7 separate regions of the Mus musculus genome follow, and all the other regions are linked to region 4. A link is a contact called in public HiCAR-type, HiChIP or PLAC-seq, Micro-C and promoter capture Hi-C data. All regions are on one chromosome and are shown on one strand. Each heading gives the region's core, a stretch centred on a gene start, on an enhancer-like site or on the middle of the called end of the contact. The rest is flanking DNA. Distances are from core to core; before and after follow the strand shown. Region 1 overlaps Dzip1 (DAZ interacting protein 1). Region 2 holds the start of Abcc4 (ATP-binding cassette, sub-family C (CFTR/MRP), member 4). Region 3 holds the start of Dnajc3 (DnaJ heat shock protein family (Hsp40) member C3). Region 4 holds the start of Rap2a (RAS related protein 2a). Region 5 holds the start of A330035P11Rik (RIKEN cDNA A330035P11 gene). Region 6 holds the start of Cldn10 (claudin 10). Region 7 holds the start of Gpr183 (G protein-coupled receptor 183).

Region 1 (3,260 bases), core at 630-3,129, 1.6 Mb after region 4:
CCTTTGTCTTATCCTTAGAACTGTGCCCCGTGAGTGTTCAGGTGAATTCATAAGAAATCGTTTTCTAACTAGATCTTCTCTTGCACAGAGTATAATACAAAGGCCCAGACCGACAGGCTCCAGAAGGAGATTGACATGTTGAAGGAACAGCTGCAGCTCACTAGGTCTCAGCTGGAGTCTGCACAGCACTCTCATGCAGTTCGCTTCTCTAAGGTGGGACACAGGGCTCTGTCCTGGAGATGGTGCAATGACAAGTACTTTAATGCAGGGAAAGAGGCATGCTGGCTTCATGGTGTGTGTGTGTGTGTGTCAGTGTGTATGTGTCAGTGTGTGTGTGTGTGTGTGTGTGTCAGTGTGTGTGTGTCAGTGTGTGTCAATGTGTCTGTGTCAGTGTGTGTGTCAGTGTGTGTCTATGTCAGTGTGTGTGTGTCAGTGTGTGTCAATGTGTCTGTGTCAGTGTGTGTCTATGTCAGTGTGTGTCAGTGTGTGTCTATGTCAGTGTGTGTCAACGTGTCTGTGTCATTGTGTGTGTCAGTGTGTGTCAGCATGTGTGTATGAGAGAGAGTGTGTGTGTATCGTCTGTGTATGATATATGTGTGTATTGAGCATGATATGTGTTGCATGTATGTATGCATACTCGTATGGGCTGGAGTCCTTATTCCTTTGAGACAATATCTCTCACTGAACCTGGTTAAGGCTGAATGCCCTCAGGCCTCAGCAGTGCTCCTGTTTGTGACTCGCACAGCACAGGGTTGTAAGCTCGTATGGGGCCATGCTGGGTGTATACATTGGTGTTGGGGATTTGACCTCAGATCCTCACGCTTCTGCAGCAAGCACTGTTAACCACCAAGCCGGAGCGCCAGGCTCCAAATGTGGTTTGTTTGTTTCTGTTTACTTGCATTTATTTATTGAGCACATGTATGTGGGCGTGGGTGTGTTCTTTACCCACTGAGCCATCTGCCTGCTCCCCATCTGTGCTTTGGTAGGGAAGAATCACTGTGTATAGGCCAGTGGCTTTGGAGAGTGTTACTACAGGTCTAATTCACAGAAGAAATACTAACAGATTTGGGGTGAAGCTATGATTTGTTTAAAAAATTTGCACATGTGTTATATCCAGAGCCCCTAGTGACATAATGCTAAAATAATTTCAGGACTATGAAATGCAGAAATCAAAAGAGGAAGACTTTCTGAAGCTGTTTGACAGATGGAAAGAGGAGGAGAAGGAGAAGTTACTCGAGGAGATGGAGAAGGTCAAGGGGATGTTTATGAGGGAATTTAAAGAGTTAACTTCTAAGAACTCAGCATTAGAATATGTAAGTATGCAACCTAGACGTCTTCATAGGATCGCTTGCTTTAAGATGGGTGTTAGCATGGCATCATAGCCAGGGGTCAGGTCGTTTACATGCCAAGTATACACCACCCCTCCTCCCCGGGCATCCCAGGTCGCAAGAGGCGCTGAGGAGGTAGAGCAGGTGAGCGAGACTGTTTTGTTGTGAGTGGGTGGTCTGTCCCCAGACCCTAGAACAGAACCCCTGTGGGTGTATCTGTTCCACCCAAGAGGAAACTTCCTCACCTGGTTAGGTTTAAATAGCCTTAAACCACAAACCCTTGAACGAATTCTAGAATGTTCCAAGTAGTGGGTGGAAAGGCTGATACAGATCACCAAGGCAGCAGAAGAGGAAGAGTATTTGCTAGCCCTCTCCTCGGTCCACACCTGACCTTTGAGGAGGATCGGGTCTCTAAAGTAAGCAGGAACCGGCAAGGGGGCCCTGTGCCGTGTGGGAACAGCTGTGGTCCACAGACACCTCCACATCCTCTGTGCTGATCCAGTTCCTGAGGAGAAAAGGAGGGAAATGAGGTCGATCCTTGGGCTCCCTCTAGGGGCGGACGAGTTTCAGAAGCAAAACTAAACACAACACCAGAATCCTTTTATTTATTTTCCTTTCCTGCTCAGGATCTCGTCCAAGACGCCATGTTACAGTGGGTCATTCCGACTCCTTAGGCTTTTCTGTGGCCGGGGATAGTTTGTCAGCCTTGTTGTTGTGGAAGCTAAAGATCTGAAGTGCGGGTTGTTTGTATGGCAAGTCCCGTTGCTGGGGTTCATCTGACTAGTGACAGGGTAACGTGATTAGTCAGCGTTTCTGTGGAGTGGATCTCGGAGACAGTGTGTCGCTTCGTCGAATTGTACCAAGGTCACACATGGTCTCCGTGGTCTAAGGCTTTCACTTTGGCCTTGCCACCCGGAGCTGTAGTATTGGTAGGAAGGAACTTCTGTACGGAGAAGTTTCTTTGCACTTTCAGCGGTTGCAGTGAACGGACAACGAAGTAGTGGTATAATGTCCGTGATGTTAACTTTATCGCCTGTTGTTGTCTGAGATTTTTTTTTCCATAATTAACTTTAGGGAAATTAAAACATTTATATCCCTGGTGGATTTACTGGTATGGCCTCTGGGCAGTGTTCGTCTTCTATTGCAATATCGTAACTTCTCAGAAGTGTCACAGGCGTGGTGATACACCCCTGCAATCCAGCACTGGGAGGCTGAGGCGGGGTCAGCCAGAGTTCAAGTCCAGTTGGGCCAAGGCAGCAAGATCTGCCTTAAAAAAAATAAACAGAAAGAGGAGATATACCCAGTTCCTCTCACAGATGTTTCTGTCAAGAATTTAAAGACCCATCGTCAGAGGTCAGAGGTTGGCTTGGGGAGTGGGTGAGGGGGCAGAGAGATGGCCAGCGAGTAAAGCAGCTGTGTGCAAGCCGGCTTCAGTCCGCTCTCAGTCCCTGAAATGCGCAGAAAGGCAGAAAGTGAGACTGGACTACGGTTGTCCTCTGACATGGACATGGGCATACCCTGGCTCCCAGTAACAAACCATTTTAAAAAAACATGAGTCTCCTTCCCATTTTTTCCACATTCTGGTGGAGATATCAAAGATCAGAGACTGGTAGAAAAAGAGCAAAGCGGAGGAGACAGGCAAGGGGTGTCCGGAGGGAGAGGGATGGCTGAACGCGGCTTTGTGCTTCTGGCTTCTTCGCTGTTGCCGTTAAGTCAATGTCTGACGTTTCTCTTGGTGATTCTTTTCATCCATAGCAGTTGTTAGAAATACAGAAGTCTAACATCCAGATCAAGTCCAACATAGGCACCTTAAGAGACGTTACTGAGCTGAGAGAAGACCATCTTCCGTGTCCCCAGGACTTCCAGAACATGCTACAGCTGCTTGACAGCCAGGTACAGCACGCGTGGTGACCGCGGCCACAACATGTAACA
Region 2 (3,279 bases), core at 293-2,792, 1.8 Mb after region 4:
GAGATAGGGTTTCTCTGTATAGCTCTGGCTGTCCTGGAACTCACTTTGTAGACTAGGCTGGCCTCGAACTCAGAAATCTGCCTGCCTCTGCCTCCCGAGTGCTGGGATTAAAAGCATGGGCCACCATGCCCGGCTTTTTTTTTTTTTTTTTTTTTTTTTAATTGTCAACCAGACACAACCTAGAGTCACCAGAAAATTAGGAACTTCAAGTAAAGAACTGCCCAGATGGGCTTGGCTGATGGCAGCTGTGAGAGAATGACCCATTGGAGATGGCATGAGGACCCAGCCCACTGCAGGCTGGAGTCAGCACCAACAGGCCAACAGGGTTGTTGTTGTTTCAGCTCTGGGCCCGACTTCTCTCCGTGATAGACTGTTTATTACCTGCAAGTGTAAGCCTGAAATAAACTCTTTCTTATCCAAGCTGCTTCTGGTCAGAGTATTTTCTCACAGCAAAAGGACCGGTGAAATTGTCACTAGGGCCATGAATTCGAAACCGCTCTTCTTTCCTTACCCAGCGCTGAAGTGAACCAAAGCAGCAGAGGCAGTTAACACGGCCACGCCAGAACCCTGGGCTTGTGAACACTAGTCCACGAGCCAGGACCCATACCTTCCTCACTGTGTCGGGGCACCCTGGCACTTCTTATGCCAGCTTGAGTACAAGTCAGATTTCATCATCACTAACCTTAAGATCTCGGACAAGCTAGATCTTTTGAGTCTGAATTTATTCAGTAAAATAGTAATAACCATTTCGAAAAGTAAATTAGAAGCGGAGTAGGCTTATAGAAAGGCACAGCAAGGTGTCCTGTAACATCGGTTCCCTTTGCCACGGATCCTCTGGGAGCCTCTCAGGGCTCCGTGAAAGAAACATGCCAGGCAGCGTATTATCTGATTTCCCTTACCTAATCTAAGAGGACAGCCAACTGCTTACACAGGTCCGCCATGCCAAGCAATGTAGGAAAGGTCAAGAAGCCGTCCGAAATGGTAGCACTCTATTCATCTCCCCAAATCCTTGTGTCCTAATATCGGGTGGCCTGACGGTCTTCACGGCTTTAAGGTCTGCAAAGGCAATCTGATAAACCTTGCTGTTGTTCCAGGTCCGACTCTTGGCCTGCAGGTGGAACAATCTCCCACAGCACCCTATTTGGTCCTGATGAGGGCAGCATGCCAGGGGACCGCAGGCAAAGCCAGGCGGCTTTCACCAGATCTCCAGGAGCGCAAAGCCTAGGGGGCGTTTCCGAGCGCGGGGGCGGGCACAGCCGGTACCGCCCCCGCCACCTTCAGGGTGGTGCTTGGGTGCTGATCTTAAACTTCGGCAAAGTTTGCAACGGGTCTCAAGCACGTGCGGCTTCCCCGCCCGGCTCCGCGTTCCCCGAGCCGCCCCCGGTCACCTGCGCGCGGTTGGTCTCTGTCGTTTCCCCAGCGGCCGTCCCCCTGCGCTCTCACGCGACACGCTTCTCCCAGGCTCGAGGAGGCGGCGGCGACAGCGCGTAGCGGGCGCCCCGAGGAGCCCCGAGAGGCGGGGTCAGGGCGGGCCGGCGCTTGGTTCCCGGAAGCCGCTGCTTGCCTGCGAGGCTCCGGCCGAGGCCGGAGCTCGAGCATCCTCACCCGCGCTTCCCGGAGCCGCCGCCCGGCCGCGCGCACCGCGGGCGAGATGCTGCCGGTGCACACCGAGGTGAAACCCAACCCGCTGCAGGACGCCAACCTCTGCTCGCGCGTGTTCTTCTGGTGAGTGCCGGGTCCGGGCCCGTTCCTCCGTCCACGAGATGCTCCGCGTCGGCTTAGCCGCGTGTCCGATGCTCAGCGCCGGTCCCTGATGGTCGGAGGATGCGTTTCCTGCACAGCCTTACACTCCGGGCTCCTTGTCGCGCGTGCGCCACGCGGCCTGCGGTCCCCGCCCGCACCCCACGCCCGTGCCGCTCTCCTCCAGGAGGGGCACGCGGGGACCGGTGGCAGACGCAGGTGGCGCCCACCCGAAACCGTGGGGATCCATGGGAGGTGCGGGGGTGCCCTGGAGGGCGGGCTCTGTATGCCCACCTTCGCTAGCTTCCCATCCCGGCTCAGGGCTTGCACAACTCCCTCACCCAAACTGCACCTCTTTATTTCTCTTTAAGCAGCAGTGAACAGATGGGCTTATCAAAAAGCAGCTGAAGTTAGAGTTCTGGGCGAACGCCAAACTCTGTTGTCCCCATGGCCTTCTGAAACACCTTACCAGACATCTTTCAGGTCCATTGATTGCCTGTGTGTGTGTGTGTGTGTGTGTGTGTGTGTGTGTAAGGAAGTTTAACTTCTAGGATCCCGTCTCTCCTTCTGGCCCCTCTGTGTGTGTCCTAGTACCTAAGTATGGCTGTGAGTTAAAAGGTCACTTTATTACGATGTTTTATTTAGTTACGAATGGGGACACTACTCTTGAGCAAGATCAACATGATGTTTTCCTCTTGACAGAAACGCAGCCATAGTGGAGTACATTTTCCCCTGTTAGATGGACTTTTCATTTCTGCCTTTGATGGCCATATCCCTCTTGGGAATGAGTTTCGGAAGCCTGTTGGGGGTCTTACCAAGATGTGTTCAGAGACAGGAGTCAAGGTTTCCATGCCTAAAACCACTGATGGGTTCCCTGATCTGGTCTCCGCCCCACCCCTCTTTTTGTAGGAAACAGGTGAAGAGGTTTAGATAGATGACATTCCTAAGTAGTTTTCCGCCTAGTAGCCTGGGCTGGCTAGTACACGCTTGGCTAACAAGAATAGTTTTTATTCCTTGACCTCCGCCATTTCATCTTCCTCACGTTCTAATGTTACCTTTTTAAAATGTGAAAACCTAGGGAGCTTCAGAGTCATTTACTACTGTTTTTAACTGCTGATGCAGTGTGTGCAGGATCCGATTTTGGACACTCGGTCAAGAGGAGCTTGCGGGAAGAAGGAATGTGGTGAAATGAATTTAAAAAAAAAATACATAACTCAGAGCGGGTGGGCTGTCTTGGTCTCCCGAGCTTTTGGCAATACACAGACCTCCTGATGATTTTCCTGTGAGCGGACTTTCAGAATGGAGGTGAAGCGAGAGCTGGGTGTGGGTGGCACATACCTCCAGTCCCTGTCTCTTGGAAGGCTAAGGTGGGAGGATGACTTGAGCAGCTATGGAGCTGAGACCAGCTAGGATAAGGTAGCAAGGCACAATCGGCTGTTGTTTGTTTGCTTGAGACAGCCTCACCCTGTAGCACAGGCTGGTCTGGAAGTCCTCGAATGCACAGCAATCTTCCTTACAGCCTCGGTTTCCACAGTGCTG
Region 3 (3,214 bases), core at 208-2,707, 1.5 Mb after region 4:
GATGAGGTAAGGCAAACAAAAATAAGCACTCCCATGTCTGGAGAGTAAGTTAAATCGACACTAAGTAGAGCATAGACAACTTTCCCTTAAGTTACTAAAATAAGTCACTAATGATAACTGGGCACAATCAATGCAGATGGAAAGAATTAGAAAATGAAAGAAAGTTAGAACATATGACCCATACTAAAGTGGTCCAGGCCTTCAAATTCCAATCCCCTCACTTTTGAGGCTGGCTCCAACATCAAATTATTGGTCTCAATATTGCCACAGTACACATTCTGATTTGGGGTTCAAAGAACGTATGGTGATCAGGAAGCCAAAACCAACAAAAACCATACCTTTAATGGTTAAAAACCTAAGCATATGTCTTTAAAAAAAAGAAAGAAAGAAACCCGCATAGACTTCTATGATGGTTTCATCATAAACTGTTCCCAATTTCAGTTCCTCAGTCCCTCCAAATGGAATATTCAACTGTTTACTCTTTCCATGACAACTATCCCCAGACTTACAGGAATGAGTACAGAGCAGTGCCCAGGACAGATGTCACTACAGCACCGTAACCAAGTTGGGAAGTTCAGTGGGCATTTGGGGCTTCAATGTCTAACTCCTCCCCGCTCTGACACCCAAGATAGGACAGGCCTCTATTTTTTGCTATTCTGTTGGGAGTAGCCAACATTCCAGTCTGGAGCCCAGGGTGAAACGTAAGCGCTCCCTATTTTTTTTTTTAAGAGACTTTTTTTTTTTTTTTTTTTTGCGATGACTAGAAAAAGTAACGTCAGTGGGGGGACAAAGTTGAATGTCGCCTTGCTGGGAACTGTGAAGCCACAGCCAGCCCAGCAAGTTAGGCGCCGGGAGCTCCGAGCCCAGAGGTGGGCTTCTCCAGGCACCAGCCTAAGTTGCGCGCCCGACGCGGGGTCGTGAGGGAATGGGACTGGCTTCGGAAAGGGCCCTGGCCCGCCACTCCGGAACCGGGACCCGTCCCGTGCATGCCGCCGTTTCGCCTCCTCCCGGCACCCCCGATCCAGGGTCCCCCGGACGCCGGACTCCCGGCTGCGCTGGCCCAGGCCGCCGAAACCGGCCTCGCGCGCGCGGCCCGCCAGTCCCGCCTCTCAGCCCACGGAACCGGAACCGGGCTCGGACCCAGCCTCGCGCCCCGGAGCGCCGCTCCCAGCCGGGACCGGGACCCGAAGCCCGCCCCGGGAGCAGGGCGGGACTCACCTTCGTACTGCAGGTCCACCAGGACCAGCAGGAACGGGAACACCGCGCCCAGCCGGCTGCCCACCGAGCCGGGGGCCACCATGTCCAAGGGCGCCTGAGCCGAAGAGCAGGAAGGTGCGCGGCCCAGCAGCCCGCGCGGCCAACAGCCCGCAGCGAAGCGCCCCGTCCACTCGCTCGCTCGCTCGGTCAGCGCTCGGGCCTCAGCGGCGGCTGGCGCCCGGCGGCGGAAAACAGCGGTAGGCGGGGCCCGCGGAGCCACGCCCCGGGCGCCGCCGCCGCCCAATCGCCTTCCTTCTGGCCACAGAGCGGCCCAGCTCGCCCGGGTCGTGGTTGGCGCTGATTGGTTGTGGGGGCTGGCGCCCCGCCCCGCCTCTGATAGGATAACGTGGAAGCACAAGACGAGGCTGCGTCCGCTGGTCGTGGAGCTGTCAGCGGGCTCCAAACCGCCGCCGAGCGCCGAGGAGGAAGAGGCTGGGGAGGCCGGGCTGCGGCCGCCGAGTCCGCATGCGCGGGCCCTAGAGCCCTTCTGGGCCGGCCTCGCGGGCTGGCTTGGCAGGGGCGGCGGGTTCCTGGAGCGAGCCCAGATTCCTTCGGGTAGTGTTGGGGGATAAGGCGCCGCCGCCTGGGCTGGTAAGGCCAGAGAGTCTCAGGAAGTCTCCAGGGACGTCCGAGAGAGATGACTGGACTTCTTGAATGAAATGGGGGAAGAAACCCAAATAGCCACTCCGTGGGTGAAAAGGGGAAAAAAAAAGTTTATTCCAAACTGCGAAGGCTGTCTCTCGGGAAAGCAGAGAGAAGCGCTGCGCGGGCTGGGGTGATGGTGGGGATTTATCTTCTGGGTTATATGGGACCTTGACGGGCTAATAGACCCCACTGTCATAAGTTAATGGAAGAGCCAAATGTCCCTTTTCCCAGAGATAGGAGAATAACTCCACTTAGCAAGTAGGAACTATCTTCACCACCACCACCACCCCGAGGGAATGCTGGCTTTTGTCTAGATGCCCTACCTGGGGGAAAGGAATTTCTTGGGGGACCTGACACTATTGAGGTCTGCTAGTGGATCAGAGATGCAAGAGCCATTCTACCAAGTCTCACAGTTGGTCTGGGTGGCTCTCTTAAAATCCGCAGTCCTCTCAGTCTCGCCAAAGAAACTTCCAGAATCACTTTTTTTTTTAGGTTGGCTTAATGGTTTCTGGGGCTATTTCCTGCCCTAGACTAAGTATCTATTGATGCATCCTTAAAATGCTTCCAGTGCCTTTAGCTCACCCTACATAACAAAGTCCCTACCCATTACTTGCTCAGTCTTCAGTATTAGCCCTCTGCTTTCCCAAGCAATGACCTTAGTTTGGAATAAACTTTTCTCTTATACACCCACCAAGTGTCTATTTGGGTTTCTTTACTGTGCCTATTTCATTCAAAGACATAAGAACTTGGACAAGATTGTCGTTAAATTAATCAGGTAGGTTACGCCCATAGCTGCTCTGTTTGAACAGACACTATATGGCAGCAACGTTTTACACATCGCTAAATAACGTGGGTTTGTTATTCAAAGCTTTTGATACCTTAGTGTTACTTCATGCTTACAAGGACTTACACATTATGATGACTTTTGAATGAAAAAAAGGACGTGGCTGCTCTTAGGTATGGTGTAGGTAAAAGGGAGATAGAGACATCTGGGAGAGTGGACATGGCCCTGAGCTGTGTGAGAAAAGGGGGAAGGGAACCAGGTGCAGCAGCCAAGAGGGCAAAGGTTACCAAAAAGAAAAAGAAAGATGGCTGGCCAAAACGGCTGGGTTATATAGGGAAGCGCCTCTGGAGGAAGGGAAGCCCAGCCCCAAAGCTGGAGAATTCTGAGTAAAGGGCTGGACTTGCCTGCCATAGCTGCAACACATAGGGACTGAGGGATGTTGGGAGAACTTTGCTATGTTAAATAGGACCTCAGCCATTTGTCTCAAATTTGAAACCTAACATATTTGTGATTTCCTGAAGATACACT
Region 4 (3,310 bases), core at 308-2,807:
CTGTCAGTAGTATTAGTTAATAAGGACCAGAGAGGAGCGTTATCAGTAAAGAAGAACTAGAAAATGATGCCAGAACTCTGTAGTAACATGTTAGACTTTCAGTATTTAAAAGGTTAAGGGGAAAATGCATAGCATCAACTTAAGAGAGAACAAACACTAAAAGCATTCAGGTCACCAGCCACATGCAAAAATACATCCTTTGAACACTTTATATCAGGAAAAAGCTTGTTTGCTTCTTCTTCTTCTTCTTCTTCTTCTTCTTTTTTTTTTTTTTTTTGCATTAACTTTAAATTAGCTGATACACAAGCCAGAACTCAGACTAAACTTCTGTTTGTTTTCCAAGAATAGCCTCCTTCCCTGTTCTTTTTTTTTTCGGGGGGGGGGTGCGGGGGGGGGATGAGGAGGCTAGCTTTTAAGAGAGAAAGAGAACTGAATCTGCACGCTCTCCGCGTAAATGTCACAAGTGTGCTTCTATATGCCAAGCCAACTGAATGTTGTGTGGTCTTCAAATTATTTGCCAATGTGTCTTTAAAGTTTTGCACTAATCCATTTCTGCCAACCTCCTGGCAACATTTAATCTTTTCCGCAACGAGAAAGGTCCCCCCTAACTTAGTATTGACACTGTCACAAGATATGTATGTACAAATTTCGGCTGTCAAACCTCTTACGGGTGCATTTAAGCGCGCGCTCACTCTTCACAGGCGTGCCTACACTAAGACAGCTCCCCTTTCCCTAGCGCCCACCTACTCATCCCTTCTTTCCTTGCAAGTTTGAAACTTTGTTCTTTCTAGGGTCCCGAAGAAGCGCTACCAACGTCCTAGAGACAAAGGGCTGGGCTGAGGGTTAACAGGATGCCCAATTTCACTTGTGAAACAAAGCCCACAAATCTGAGCCCCTGGAGGAGGTGGTGTAGCCCGGGCAAGCCAAGGACCGGGATCGCCGCAGCCACCGAGCCCCGTGTGCCCCGCTCTGCTCACCGCTTCACGCGGATGATCTGGTCCCGCATGGGCTTGATGTCTTGGAAGCTCTGCTGGTTGACCAAGCTGTAGACCAGGATGAAGCCCTGGCCGTTCTTGATGTACAGGTCCCGCATGGACGCGAACTGCTCGGTGCCCGCGGTGTCCAGGATCTCCAGCACCGAAGGCGAGGAGTCCACCTCGATCTCCTTGCGGTAGAAGTCCTCGATGGTGGGGTCGTATTTCTCAATGAAGGTGCCGGTCACGAACTGCACGGTCAGGGCGGATTTGCCTACCCCGCCCGAGCCCAGCACCACCACTTTGTACTCGCGCATCGTCCCTGCGCGGCCGCCGCCGCCGCCGCCGCCCGCGACATAGACCTGCGCCCGCGCGCCGCGCCCCGACCCCGCGGCCCCGCCGCCCTTACGGACTCGTCGGCTCACGGCCGCGGCAGCGCCCCGGGCGCCGGCAGCGGGGCTGCAGCTGAACGAGTCGTGCGCGGCCCTGTGAGCGGGCCAAGCGGGAGGACGATGCAGCCCCGAGGGCGAGAGCAGCAACAGAGCTCGACCTCGAGCCGGAGCCGCCCGAACCGCGGGCCCGCAATGCCGCCCGCCCCGCCCCTCGCGCCTCCACGCCCAGCTCCCGCCGCCGCTGCTGCCGCCGCCGCCGCCGCTTCCCCAGCGCTGGAGCGCGCGCCCGAGCCCAGCCGCAGCGCTGCCCGGGGCGGAGCCAGCCGGGTGGGAGGGGTCTATAAGAAAGCCCGCCCCTCGCGCCGTCGCCTAGCGACCGTCCGCGCGCTCCAGAGAAGACCGGCTTCCGCGACACCCGGCAACACCCAGCCTGACCGGCCTCCGTACTGCGTCTGCGCGCTCTCCTCCGCCCGAAGGCAGGCAACGTCAGACGCCCACGCTCGGGGGTTTGCGGGAGGTGACGGTGGAGGGACCGTGGGCTTAGGAAGCCGTGCGCACCGTGCTTGGGGACCTCAGGACGGGCCGGCCTATGGCTGACATACATGACTCAGCCTGTCAGCCTTCGGAGAGCTTTGGCTTGATCCCGTTATACGTAACGACGTGAGCCTTAAGGGCCGCCGCCATGAGTTACACAAGCAAATCGAAGCTCGGCTAGTCCGTGGCGCCCAGGCTACACGCAAACCCGGTCCGCGCCCGATGACGTCACCGGCCCGCCCTCTAGCCCCGCCCTTGTCGAGTTTGACGTAAGCCGAGCTCCTCCCCCCGGGCTGGTAGACAGCCTTGGGCGCCTGGAAAACCTGGAGCTCGGATCCGCCCCCCACTGTCGGGAGACCCCAGAACATCTCAGCAACAGCCTGCGGGGGTGTCTGCGCGGAAGCTCGGATTCACTGTAGCCAATCAGATTGTGAGTCCGGACTCTAGACTACCACTCTTGACCAATGAAAAGGCGTCTCATCTTGCTAACCAATTGGTGTAAGACCCAGTGATAGACTGAGCCAACTCCCCTCCGGGGCCTGGAGGGGCTGAGAGTTTGCGCTTGCGCACGGCCTGGTACCCAATCGTAGGCCAACTGAGGAGTGACAGAGGGCTGGGCGGAGCCAATCAAACCTGCACTGTGGAGACAGTGCAGGGCTGCTGGGGAACTGGGAGGGGCAGGGTTCGAGCGCCCGACCCCCTGGTGTTCTGGCACCGGAGCGGGTTGCGTTGGCAGACAAGAGGGATGAGTTCTGTTCTAACGTCGCCTCCGTGGCATTCTGCCTGGAGATGGGCATGGAAGTGGTGGCAGAGGATGCGGGCTGGATCGTGGGCTGAATCGAGAAAACTGGGACTTTTGTCTTCAGGGTGAGAAATTTTCCGGTCCCTCAGGAGACATCCATCTGGCAGCAGTTGCTGTGGTCCTCCGATCATGCCTCCTCAAATGTGTATTTTCTACCCCGTTGTAAACCAGCGTATCTTTGGCCCCCGAATCTTCGTCATACGCTCCCAGCCACAATCGCAAATACATGAAAATTTACACCCTCTGCAATAACTGTTCGTTGCATTTATCTTCATTAAACCATGTCCTTGAAATGACAACTCTAACCATAACTACCTCACACTTTTCAGAAGGCTGTATTTTTTCAGTTCTGTCAGAGCTTGGTGTACCTCTCCACCATTCTGATTTCTTACAGAGGTCATTGTAGAGTGGATTTCGGTCTGGGTTCTTCTAACAGAGGGACATTCTTTTGCCATCTTTTCTGTCACTTGTCAAAGTACAAAAATGTATTCTGATATAGGAGTCCCCCAAATGCCTATTGTTTCTGAACATTTAAGAATTTATATGCTTGAATTACCTAGCTACAACATAACTGCAAGTTTTTATTGAAAACAGTTTAGAGCAAGTGC
Region 5 (3,467 bases), core at 414-2,913, 1.6 Mb before region 4:
CCAAGTACTTGTTTATAAAGGTTGGCTTCTGAAATATTTAACAGAAAAATTCAGTGTGCCTGTAAGACTGGATCTCACTTTAGGTCAGAACTCTCTAGAAGGAGGCAGAAGTTCCTGCTTTTCCGGGTACCACAGTTAATGGACTGTGTGCCTGGGTGAATCTTACCGATTGGTAGGCATTATTGAACCCTCTACGACTTACGTGTCATAGATACACGTTTGTTTCTTTCTAAAACTGTAGTGACCATGTTAACGCCACACAGGATAGCCCACAAACCTAAAGAGAAGCTGCAAAATGCCATGAAAACTTTAATAGCCTCCCTAATACTCTAAAACAACCTCAAAATTCACAACTGTGGTATAGCTAAGAGTCATAAAATAAACACCAGCTTAAAATTTTAGTAAATAAAAAGTGTAAACGTTTTCTTAACCATTATTTGAAGTATTAAAATTAACGGTTTCTGAGAGGCCCTGGATCCTCCAAATGGTTAAGTTTTAGTAACTTTACGAAATAATGGTGTATTGTGATGCTCTACACCTGATACCTAAAAGCTGCTTTCAGCTGGTAAACTGAAAAACGTGTGGGCGGATGGCCTACGAAACCAACATTTTCAAGGCAGGTTCTTTCTCCCGCTCTCTGCTGCTTTTTAAGTGTTTAAAGCCATCGCGGAGAAACCCATTTGGGGGTCTCTTAAAAATTTTATAGCTTAAAAAAAAATTTAAAGGCCAGGGACTAAACTTAACTACAACTAGTCTTTATTAACGCGGTTTTCAAGGAGGGTTAGAATGCGTCACAATCCACAGGTTAAATGATCAACTAGTATTCTTGAAGTTCGGTATCAAAGTCCTAGAGAGAATAAGCCGTCATGACCAGGAGTTCTAGGAAAGTGCAATAAAACAGTGAGCTACGAAATTAAGTTACTGGAAGTTGTCGCTCGGCTGGGAGCGCCCCGTGTGGGCATCGGGTCACCGCGTACCTGCGTGCAGGCCAGTCCAAGGGCGCTCCGCAAGCCGCCGGGGTCCGGGCAAAGCGCCCCGAGCTGCAGCGACGAGCCCGCGGGGACCACCCGGGGTCCGCAGGCCCCCGTCCCGTCGCGGCTCGAAATGCGACCCCACCCACAGCTACGCCCCTTCCCGCTCCTTGACCCCGCTCCTAGACCCCGCTCCCACCGCGGCGCGCAGCCCGACAGGCCTCCCCCACCTTGCACTCGTTGCTCTTCTCTTCGGCGCAGAAGTTGACCGGCGCCAGGCCGGGCAGGTAGAAGGCGCTTCCCGGGCGCGGGCCTGGGACCGTCCCTAGCAGGAGCAGCGACAGCAGCAGCAACCTGGAGCCTTGCGCTGGCGGCGACGCTGGCGGCCTGGAGCTCATGCCGGCGGCTGTGAGAGGCGAGCGGCCGAGCCGAGGGGGACGGCGAGGAAGGAGGGGTCCGGGGCGCTCGGAGATCACCTCAAGGCCCGAGCGCAGAGAAGGCCGGCCCGCAACGGCTAGTTCCGGTTACGCTAGGAGACACCGCGGGCCCCGCGACAGAAACCGAAGCGGGCCTCCACGGAGCATGCGCGGGGCCGCACGCACATGCTCAGTGCCGGCGCCGCAAGCGCAGCGGGCTCTTTCCGGGCGGGGCGGCCAAGAGATCCGCGTTCCGGGATCTGGGTGACTTCCGCCTGCGCGCTTCCGGCACCCACAGTCGGGTTCCAGGTTCCACCGTGGCGCTCCAGAGCGCCGCGCTTCTCGGGCGCACCTCTTCTCTGCCCTCTGTCACCTCATACCCGTCAGTCCGCTCAGGACTGATGAACCAAGTACTTTCTGATGGAGACCGAGTTGGTCGATGAGGCAGAGCTCAGGGGTTACCTAGTTGGGGCCAGGGTAAGGGAACAAATGGAAAGAGCGGTTCGTAAATCTTTAAACAGCTCTTAGAGGTTATTTGCAAGAATAATTCCTAAGCATCGGAAATGCTGGGACATTCTTGTGTGGGAGAAGTGTGCACACAACAAACATATCTTTCAGAAAGTCGAAATGAGATAGATGAGAGAGGGTAGTAAATATAAAGTAGCAATGGCAGGTTGCAATGAAGATACCGGGGCTTAGTTAAGCAAAGCAGTCGTGTTAAGGAAGACTATTACGGCATTATTACTCTTCGACAAGGTGCATAGCTTTTCCCATTGATAATGGGAAATGGTTATGTCTCTGTGTTAGTGCGCAAGCATTATGCTCAAGGAGGAGAAAAGTTTAGCATAAAAAGCCCATGGAGTTTTAGACTTCAACCGAATTCTTCCCCAAGTGCATCATCTTAGAATATAAAACACAGTCCTGGATGACTGTAACCCCCAAATTCAAGAAAAGGCAAATTCAGAAAATAGGTAAATTCAAAAAAGTTTGTAGTCTCATGCTATTAAATTTTTTCTGTGTGCTCATATATTGCTCCCTTCCCCAAAGTTTACAACTAACCAGATTTTCAATGGCTCTAGCACCTACAGAAAGAACTACTGACATACCTAAAAAGAGCTTTAACATCAAAGGTAATTTGTACTGGCTGAGCGTCCTGGCTTTGGAACATTGTGATCTAGCGATGTGCCTCTGGGCATGGGTTCATCACTGGAGAAATGAAAGTTAGAAGAGAAGACAAGGGTGCTCACCCTCTCAAAGAGTGGTAAAGATTAAGTTAAAAAATACTATATCACAAAAAAATAGGTGATATAGTAGTTGTCCCAGGCGGTCCTGACCACTTTTATAACAAAAGGAGGCGTGTCCATCAGCGCACACCATCTCAAATACATGCACATACTGAACTTTGGGCTAAGTCAAGACAACGCCCTTTGTCGAAAAAGGAAGCAGCTGTCTCCAAATATAAAGAGGTAGGATTAACACCCCCCACACACCTTACCTATTTTTCTGATAATACCAAACTAGACCTTCACTGCCGTAGCTCCCGCTCCAACCTTGCCATTACTACTTTTTTCTACCTGTGACAATCTCACTGTCCATAGCTGGCATGCTGCTCGCTGTGCCACTGAGTTCTTTTGGTGGTCTCTAGGCTCCTACCTACCACGCTAGGCCACTCTGTAGGTCTCCCCAGCTTCTACTTGTGCTAAGAGGGATAATGTAGAATGTAGGTGTCCCCCATTTCCACCGCTGCTCCTCGGTGTCTACCAATTTCGGAAACGATCGTGTTTATTGTTCACTGTCTCACTTCCCAGGGCTGCAGGGGCCTGGTCTCTGCATCTTCCAACTCTACAGCAGGGCCTGGAGAGACGAAGGCGAAGCAAACTAGAAGTGCTCGCTCGGCCCTGGTCGCCGGAGGACACAGGTTCTAGACCTGAATTTAGGGTCGCAGACTTGCGGTGCTAACGCCTGAGGGTTCCCAGGGTTTCCCGCTCGCTTTCACAGACCACCACAAGCTTAAGACCGAGAATCACTTCCCAGGATGGCCTGGGATACTCAGTGATGAACCCACGGTGACCTGGTGCTT
Region 6 (3,629 bases), core at 13-2,512, 1.6 Mb after region 4:
AGAAGTGGAGCAAGCTGCTCTTCTTAAGTTTCTGCCAGAATCCATTTAGTCATTTGCAAAACCCTGGAAGAGCCTAGAACATGAACGAGCATTATACTGTATTGACTATACCCTGGAAACTAAACGGTCAGTTTCCTATGGTAATATCTATCTCCAATATATGTATATATATATATATATCTCCAATATATATATACATATAATATAAAATATATATAAATATAAATATAATATAAAATATATAAATATATAAATTATATAAATTATAAATATAACATCTTCCTATGTTAATATCTATCTCCAATTTATATATATATATATATATATATATATATATATATATATATATATATTCATATACCAAGCGAAGAAGACCCAGAATGCTTGCACAAAGCCTGGAAGAGTGGTCACTCATCCTGTTGATCTCTGCTGTCCAACGTCCCCTGCCCTCTGAGCCACTTCACCCCCACCCCCCGTATGAGCAAGGGCTACTGATTTTCTTGAAACTGAGAAAAAGAATGAAGCTCAAGCCCTCAAGTTTGTAGGAGGGATTTTAAAGGAAAACAGCAACAAACTTCAATATGGTTCTTTTGCCTCTCCTCCGTGCCTGGCTTTTCAAAGACTCAATGAACCCGCTAAAGCGATATCAAGGCGAGCATTCATGGATCTCAGTGGTGTCATTTTAATGAGAATCAGATTTTGGTCGTGGGGTGGCCAGCCTCTGCTGCCCTACACTCAGTCCCAGACAGACGCGGGACCAGCCTTGTGCGCCACAACTACCTGAATTGATCCTACTCGTCACCACCAGGGGTTCCCAGGCTCAGAAGACGCCCCACCGGACACCCATCCGTAGACAGCGGGCATCGCAGACCCTCCCGGGGCAGAGTATAAGACCCAGCCTCCCCCACCCGGGAATCCCACGGCCGGTCCATAAGAGGACGCGCCCGCTTGGAAAGCCAGCAAGGAGCAGGGATGGGGATGGGGTCCCAAAGAGATGCAGACCATCCAACGCCAGCATGGAGGGGAACTCCTTGCAGTTGGCGACACCGGTGGAATCGGTAACGCAGATCTTCCACAGGTTGGCAAAATAAGTGGCTGTGGTGATGACAGTGCCATCGATGGTGGAGACCTTCCAGTAGTCGGTGGGCAGTGTGGAAGACACTAGCACCCAGCCCGAGATGGAGACTACGAAGGCGACGATTTCCAAGGCCGTGCTAGCCATGCTGGGCTGCAGCGGCGCTCTCGCTGGTTCCCGATCCCGCTGCCGCGACCCCCACGCGCCCAGCCCCGAGGCTCCGCCCCCGGTCACCGCCTCCGTCCCGCCCACTGGGCACTTGAGGGCACTGGCGGACCCGCACTCACAGTACTGTCAGGGCACCCAGAGCGCGCGGGGAGGTCTTGGGGTACCTCCTGGGTCCCCCGCCCCCAGCAGCTGGCCCGTCGTCTGCAATCGCAAAGCCCTCAGACCAGCGCTCTCCCCTCTCCCCCCGGGCCCGAGGTTCCCAAATCTCTCACAGAGGAGCCGCGGAAACCGGCTCTTTTATTGGTGCTGTCCAGGGACAACCAGATGTGGATAGCCTGCTGCGCCTCCCACCGAGCCACCCCGACTCAGCCCTACCCGCGGCAAATAGCTTGACTCACTGGGTGCCTTGCAAAAGCAGAACAGAAACAACTTTGGTGTGCCCTGAAAAGAAACGGTATGGTAACGCAGCCTCGCTTTGCTGAATGCAAAAGGCCAGTGAGCAACGCTTGTTTGCGTGACCCTGTTTGGCTTGTGAAGAGGGGCATACTGGGACTGAAACTGGCCTTCCCCTTAAAATTCAGTTCTCTTCGGCCTAGTGGCATGTGGAAAGTATTAATCAGGAAGCTCAGACTTAATTGGGAGGTAGCCGATGAGCCCAGCTCAAGTTCCAGAGAGCCCCGTGAGGGTCTTGGCTAATTAATGCACTAGATATGGGGCTGTCATTTGACTCGTTTTCCCCCCAGAGCAACACACTTTCAGTTTGGGGAGTCTGGTCTGGGAGGGTTCTGAAGCAAGAGAGAGATGTCTATGAATCTTTGCTCAGTTGTGTGTGCGTGTGCGTGTGTGTGTCTGTGAGTGTGGAGACCAGAGAGCAGCCCCTGGTGCCATCTACTTTGTTTAGTGGTCCTTCTCACTGCGACTTGTCTTTCAGATTGGCCTAGGCCCGTGCCGCGAGTCTCAGGGATTCCCTTTCTTTGCCTCCCTCCCCAGCTGTACACCCACCGCGGGTCTGGCCTTTTACAGAGGGGCTGGGGATCCAAACTCAAGCTTTACTGATTGTGTATCTCCCCAGCCCTTCTCGACTTTTGTTTTTATCTTGCTTGTGTGAGTGAGAGAGAGAATTATGAGTGTGTGCATAGTGTTTGTGCATGTGTGTGAGTGTATGCACACAGTAGGTGAGAGTGTGTGGGCGTGTGGGTGCGGCTTGTGTGCGTATCTGTATGCATGCATGTGTGAGAATATGTGTGTGTGCTGTGCGAGTGTGTGTGAGTGTGTGTGTGTGTGTGTGTGTGTGTGTGTGTGTGTGCAGGTCAGAGTTAGACATTAAATATCAACCTTTAGGGCTGTTCACCCTATTTTCTGAGACAGGATCCATCACCAAACTAGGAGCTCACCATTCTAGCAAACTGACTGGCCAGTGAGCTCTGAGGTTGCTGTCACGCTCAGCTTTTACAGAGGTGCTGAGAAGCTGAGTCCAGGCCCTGCTCTGACTGAGCTGTCTCCCCAGCCCCCACCAGCTTAAAACAAACAAACAAAACCCACTCTAACTTTCCCACCTAACTGAAGAATAAACTTATTCATTCATCTTTCCTCTGCTGTCTCAAGATAAACACAAAGATCAAGGTGTCCTTCCAGCTCCTGAGGTCACAAATCTGGGCATCAATGAGAGGACAAAGACACTGGCTTCATTATGGGCTTATTATATTGTCCATTAAAGTTCTTGCAGTTCTTGGTGTGACCTTTCAGGATCTGCTTCTTGCCAAAAGTAACCAAAGGTCTACAACACATAAATCAGCCAGCTACAAAGAAGCAGGCTCCTAGTGGAGGCTCACAATCTCCTCCGTGCAGAGCTCCCCTGGCCATTTGGGAAGAATGTAGCTGCTTGTTGCTTTTCTTTACTTTAACCAAGTGAAACACAGTGAGACCTGAAATGACTATGTGCCCATGAAGCGGGCGCAAAGCTGGACACTGAATTACTAAAACTTGGGCTCGGGAAGGACCAGAGGAAGATGAGTTCTACTCGTCCTTGTCCATCTATTTACAGAATAATATTGAGAGAACGCTCCACACTCCAGGGCCCAGGGTTTAACAAGGTATCTATTATTGTTTTAATTAATGACCCCTTTGGACACATTTTCAATATTGAACTCAAATCCATCCCTGCCTGATTTCTACCCAGTGCTACAATCTGAGCTATGAGGAAACATCAGACTCTTTCTCTTGGCTGTGCAGCCTCAGGTAGGTGGTGTGCTTGTGTGTGCAGTCTCATGGCTGTGGAAAGGAACGTGAGGGTGAACACGGTTTGGTCAGTCGGCGGCAGACATAGGTACGTCCTGTTCTGGCCTTAAGCTCAACTTGACCTAGTGTGTCACTTGGGGTTCACTAG
Region 7 (3,114 bases), core at 328-2,827, 1.5 Mb before region 4:
GCTAGGAATATAAGCCAGGGCCTGGCACATGCTAATGCTCTCTGCACTCGGCCACATCCTGAGCCCTCAATGGTGGGTGTATAAGGTGAACTGGTTCTAGGTTATGCCAAGTTTACCTATCAAGTCACAAAGTCTTCGAATCCACATCATAAGGCTGACTTACCTTGGCTCTCACTTGCCTTTATTTTATACATAACCAAGTGGGTGCCCAAGAATCCCACTGACTTGGTGCTTGCTCTTTGGTTTTCCTCTGCAGACCTTCAACAGCACAACTGAAAGGCAATTCTACAGAAGCCTAGGCCAAGAGGACACCCACCTCTGGTAGGCTGCAAGATAGTCACTTGTCACCAAGCCTTTAATCCCTAGAATCCAGGTGGCAGAAGAGGAGAATCTGTCCCTAAAAGTTGTTCTCTGATCTATGTATGCCCTGGCACACATGCTATAAACATATATAGCACATGTGTAAGCACACTAACACATACATGCAAAATAAATAAAATGTGATTTTGAAAAACTTCTAAGGCCTCTGGGGGCATAAAGCTACAGATTCCTATCAAAATGACTCAATTCTCTCTATAGCATCCCTCAAAATCAACCAGTTTACCAAAGCATTCTTGTTTTGTTTTGTTTTTTTTCTTTTAAAGCACATTCCATTTTAAACAAGGGAGAGCTGTCTGCAGGTTTGGCTTGAAAATCTGCTGCAGCCCCCATCCCCTGACCCATCTTCTATTTCCCTGAATAAGGATGGGTGACAGAAGCAGTGTACAGCCCCACTCTGCAGGAAGGTGGGGCTGTAGTCCTGGGAGGCTTAAGCCTCTCTGCTCATGGAATCCCTGTCCCCCAACACCCAGGCGCAGCACAAGTGAGGCCTGTCTTCCAAAAGCAGCACGCACGTATGGCAGGCTAGATCACAGGTGGGCATGGGTGACTGCCACCTCTCTGGCTTGCTCAGAGCACTCTACGCAGTACCTGCTGGGTTCAAGGAGTGAGCTCAAGGCATCATGGGACTAGAACAGGTCTCTCTGGTACTATGTACCTGAGGCTGAACTCTTCAATAACGTGTCTGCCAACTGTCCTAGATCTTTCTGTGCCCACTGCCACTGAGTCAGTCAGTTGTTCTCGACACTGAAAATGTAACTAACTTACACACAAGGAAGGCCTTTCTCCCTCACCACAGACACCCATCTTTGACACAGCTGTTCAGGTTCAGACTCTACACTACACTCCTGATACCACCACGCCTCCAGGCAGACAGCACTATTACACTTGACATTTTTCCTTAACCTAAACTTTATGTAAAATATCAACATAAGGTCACCAGTAACTATACCTATCTCTCTCCCTCCTCCCTCTTTCTGTTTAAAGCTTATTGCTTAAAAAAAAAAAAAAAAACTTTTAAGACTTAAATCCTTATTGAAAAAAATTTAAAAGTTCCATAGATATGAGCATTTCACAAAGTCCAAGGGGCTTTTGAACAGTTTTTAAAAATCAGTATCAGAAAAAAAATCTCACTTCCCATCCCATTTGAAAAAAAAGCACGTAGCATATGTGAGGTTAACTGATCACGGCTATGCTCAGTCACAGGATGACAGGAAAAAGGCACCACCATAAAAGGACGCCTGCTCGATCACTCTTAAAGCAACATGCCCAGCTTAGCTAACTCCATTCTGAGCAAACACGGACTGCCACAACGGAGGTCCTAGCCACCTTCTGATATGTAAGTACCTGACATGATTCTCTTTAAGTTAAGGAATACTTTAAAAACCTAAGTTTCAAAGTAAAATAATGTACTAGATACCAGCTGTAATAACTGTCTGTTTAGATTTCCTTGGGGTCACTGGCAGCTCAATGTAGCTCCCGAGATGGAAGCAATGAATGAAACATTTTATGAATTTCAAAATTCAATTATTTCAGGATTCTTTACTATAAAGAGAAAGGAACAATGGTGCTGAGGCAGAGCATTCCTAAATTTGGATGTAGTTTATATACAATATAACCATTTAACCTAATTTTTAAAAATTCATTGCATTTGACTACCTGGCGTGCATTTATGTACAGGAAAGTAGTTTTGATGATAGACTATCAGCAGCAGACTTCCCGGGGTAAGGGGCTTATTTTCTAAAGCATCAGATATAGAATGGTATTTTCTAGTTTGCAAAAATATTTTATCAATTTATCCTCCCACCAGCAAAGATGTTTGATCAGCCTGGGCTCTCCTGCCTCAGAAGCAAAACCATTCTAAAGACCAACTATTTTAAGTGAAAAATAAAATTTGTTATTTGGTTTCTATTATTAGGTGACCAGTAATGCTAAATGAGCTTCCACATTTATATTCTAAAAATTTTGGAAAAAAAAAAAACCTGTAAAACAAAGATTATATGTGGAGATTTAAAAACTCAATTTCCAGGGTAAGAGCAGAAGTTAAGAGAAATGCCTAACAAAATATAAGCCATAAAGGGACTTCCTTTAAAGAAGGCTGGGGGTCGTAGATGTGGTGGCACTCTCTGTAAGGGTGTCACCCGGAGTGTAGGAGAGTATAATGTTAAGGGAGGGCTTGGACTCAGTCCTAAAACCCAGGCTCCATCATTTAGAACTGCTCAGCCCCATACAAGTTGCTGAAGGTTTCTGGCTGTGGTCGTTTCATTCAGAAAGTGGGGAGAAGTGTTTCTGCCAAGTCCTTCTCTGACTCTCTGAGTAGGTGCCGGCACACTGCATGCCATTCCCACCCTGCCCATCAGCCCACAGAAAGATAAATGTACAAATTATTTTCTTGAGCTTGCCTGAAGATGTCTGCTTTCTGTTACAGTGTATGTAAAGACTTGAGGTGTGCTTTCTAGTATCTCAGAGTGTTTGTCTCTGGGGCTTAATGGTGCTTTGTGAACCTAGAACTGCTAGGGCACACGGTTCCACAAAGCAGCCTTGCTTGCAGGCTTGTACGATACGTGGGTGGCTGTGGTAATAAGTCCTTTTATAAGCTTTTGGCGGGCTTCCTAGAGTTAATTAGTGTTGTTATCAGTCACCTAGCAGAGTAAACTCTGTGACAACTGAGCTCCCTCCAGGACTTCCAAGCATGCATGGCAGACTTTTACTAGAGAACTACTGTAGGTCAGCCTA

The links. Promoter capture Hi-C pulls out the DNA fragments that hold promoters and counts their contacts. Hi-C and Micro-C count contacts between places; a contact is called where the count stands out from the background. HiCAR-type assays count read pairs that join an accessible place to other places. HiChIP or PLAC-seq counts read pairs in DNA pulled down with a chosen protein or histone mark.
Region 1: a contact with region 4 is called in a promoter capture Hi-C map of embryonic stem cells, with 3 times the contacts expected there. The contact joins the enhancer-like site here to the promoter of Rap2a in region 4. A contact is called at or near these places in 2 of 39 promoter capture datasets (embryonic stem cells and hippocampal neurons), 2 of 484 Hi-C or Micro-C datasets (CD8 T cells and embryonic stem cells) and 4 of 115 datasets of contacts at active chromatin or transcription factors (astrocytes, embryonic stem cells, stem cell-derived neural progenitor cells and 1 more).
Region 2: a contact with region 4 is called in an H3K27ac HiChIP or PLAC-seq map of thymic regulatory T cells, with 9 times the contacts expected there. The contact joins the promoter of Abcc4 here to the promoter of Rap2a in region 4. A contact is called at or near these places in 2 of 39 promoter capture datasets (embryonic stem cells and pre-B cells) and 2 of 115 datasets of contacts at active chromatin or transcription factors (astrocytes and thymic regulatory T cells).
Region 3: a HiCAR-type map of astrocytes shows a contact between it and region 4, with 6 times the contacts expected there. The contact joins the promoter of Dnajc3 here to the promoter of Rap2a in region 4. A contact is called at or near these places in 9 of 39 promoter capture datasets (the C10 cell line, cranial neural crest, embryonic stem cells and 5 more), 4 of 484 Hi-C or Micro-C datasets (CD8 T cells, embryonic stem cells and muscle stem cells), 9 of 115 datasets of contacts at active chromatin or transcription factors (astrocytes, double positive thymocytes, embryonic forebrain and 5 more) and 1 of 9 other capture datasets (liver).
Region 5: a contact with region 4 is called in a Micro-C map of embryonic stem cells, with 30 times the contacts expected there. The contact joins the promoter of A330035P11Rik here to the promoter of Rap2a in region 4. A contact is called at or near these places in 3 of 39 promoter capture datasets (erythroid cells, liver and pre-B cells), 12 of 484 Hi-C or Micro-C datasets (the C2C12 cell line, CD4 T cells, CD8 T cells and 8 more), 6 of 115 datasets of contacts at active chromatin or transcription factors (Th17 cells, astrocytes, embryonic stem cells and 2 more) and 2 of 9 other capture datasets (adipose tissue and liver).
Region 6: a contact with region 4 is called in a promoter capture Hi-C map of pre-B cells, with 4 times the contacts expected there. The contact joins the promoter of Cldn10 here to the promoter of Rap2a in region 4. A contact is called at or near these places in 1 of 39 promoter capture datasets (pre-B cells) and 3 of 115 datasets of contacts at active chromatin or transcription factors (astrocytes, embryonic stem cells and stem cell-derived neural progenitor cells).
Region 7: an H3K27ac HiChIP or PLAC-seq map of thymic regulatory T cells shows a contact between it and region 4, with 4 times the contacts expected there. The contact joins the promoter of Gpr183 here to the promoter of Rap2a in region 4.

The regions. Positions count from the first base shown.
Region 1 is chr14:118,909,395-118,912,654 of GRCm38.p6, reverse strand. Dzip1 (DAZ interacting protein 1) reads left to right here. Exons shown (of 22, transcript NM_025943.3): 6 at 89-213; 7 at 1,152-1,313; 8 at 3,084-3,221. Among named protein-coding and RNA genes, the nearest start is that of Dzip1, 14 kb to the left of the region's middle. Within about 2 kb of position 1,879, at least 82 of the 459 cell types and tissues checked have an H3K27ac peak or open chromatin away from gene starts, as enhancers often do. A contact at or near this core is called in CD8 T cells and embryonic stem cells, where this site is marked.
Region 2 is chr14:118,704,482-118,707,760 of GRCm38.p6, reverse strand. Abcc4 (ATP-binding cassette, sub-family C (CFTR/MRP), member 4) reads left to right here and starts at 1,542. Exons shown (of 31, transcript NM_001033336.3): 1 at 1,542-1,725. The coding sequence starts at 1,652.
Region 3 is chr14:118,936,175-118,939,388 of GRCm38.p6, reverse strand. Dnajc3 (DnaJ heat shock protein family (Hsp40) member C3) reads right to left here and starts at 1,457. Exons shown (of 12, transcript NM_008929.3): 1 at 1,219-1,457. The coding sequence starts at 1,300.
Region 4 is chr14:120,476,708-120,480,017 of GRCm38.p6, reverse strand. Rap2a (RAS related protein 2a) reads right to left here and starts at 1,557. Exons shown (of 2, transcript NM_029519.3): 1 at 978-1,557. The coding sequence starts at 1,291.
Region 5 is chr14:122,105,170-122,108,636 of GRCm38.p6, reverse strand. A330035P11Rik (RIKEN cDNA A330035P11 gene) reads left to right here and starts at 1,663. Exons shown (of 4, transcript NR_015586.3): 1 at 1,663-2,853; 2 at 3,196-3,467. It overlaps Tm9sf2 (transmembrane 9 superfamily member 2), which reads right to left and starts at 1,555. Exons shown (of 17, transcript NM_080556.3): 1 at 1,202-1,555. The coding sequence starts at 1,369.
Region 6 is chr14:118,852,583-118,856,211 of GRCm38.p6, reverse strand. It overlaps Cldn10 (claudin 10), which reads right to left and starts at 1,262. Exons shown (of 5, transcript NM_021386.4): 1 at 1,003-1,262. The coding sequence starts at 1,222.
Region 7 is chr14:121,963,656-121,966,769 of GRCm38.p6, reverse strand. Gpr183 (G protein-coupled receptor 183) reads left to right here and starts at 1,577. Exons shown (of 2, transcript NM_183031.2): 1 at 1,577-1,717. The region is part of intron 4 of Ubac2 (ubiquitin associated domain containing 2); the gene reads right to left.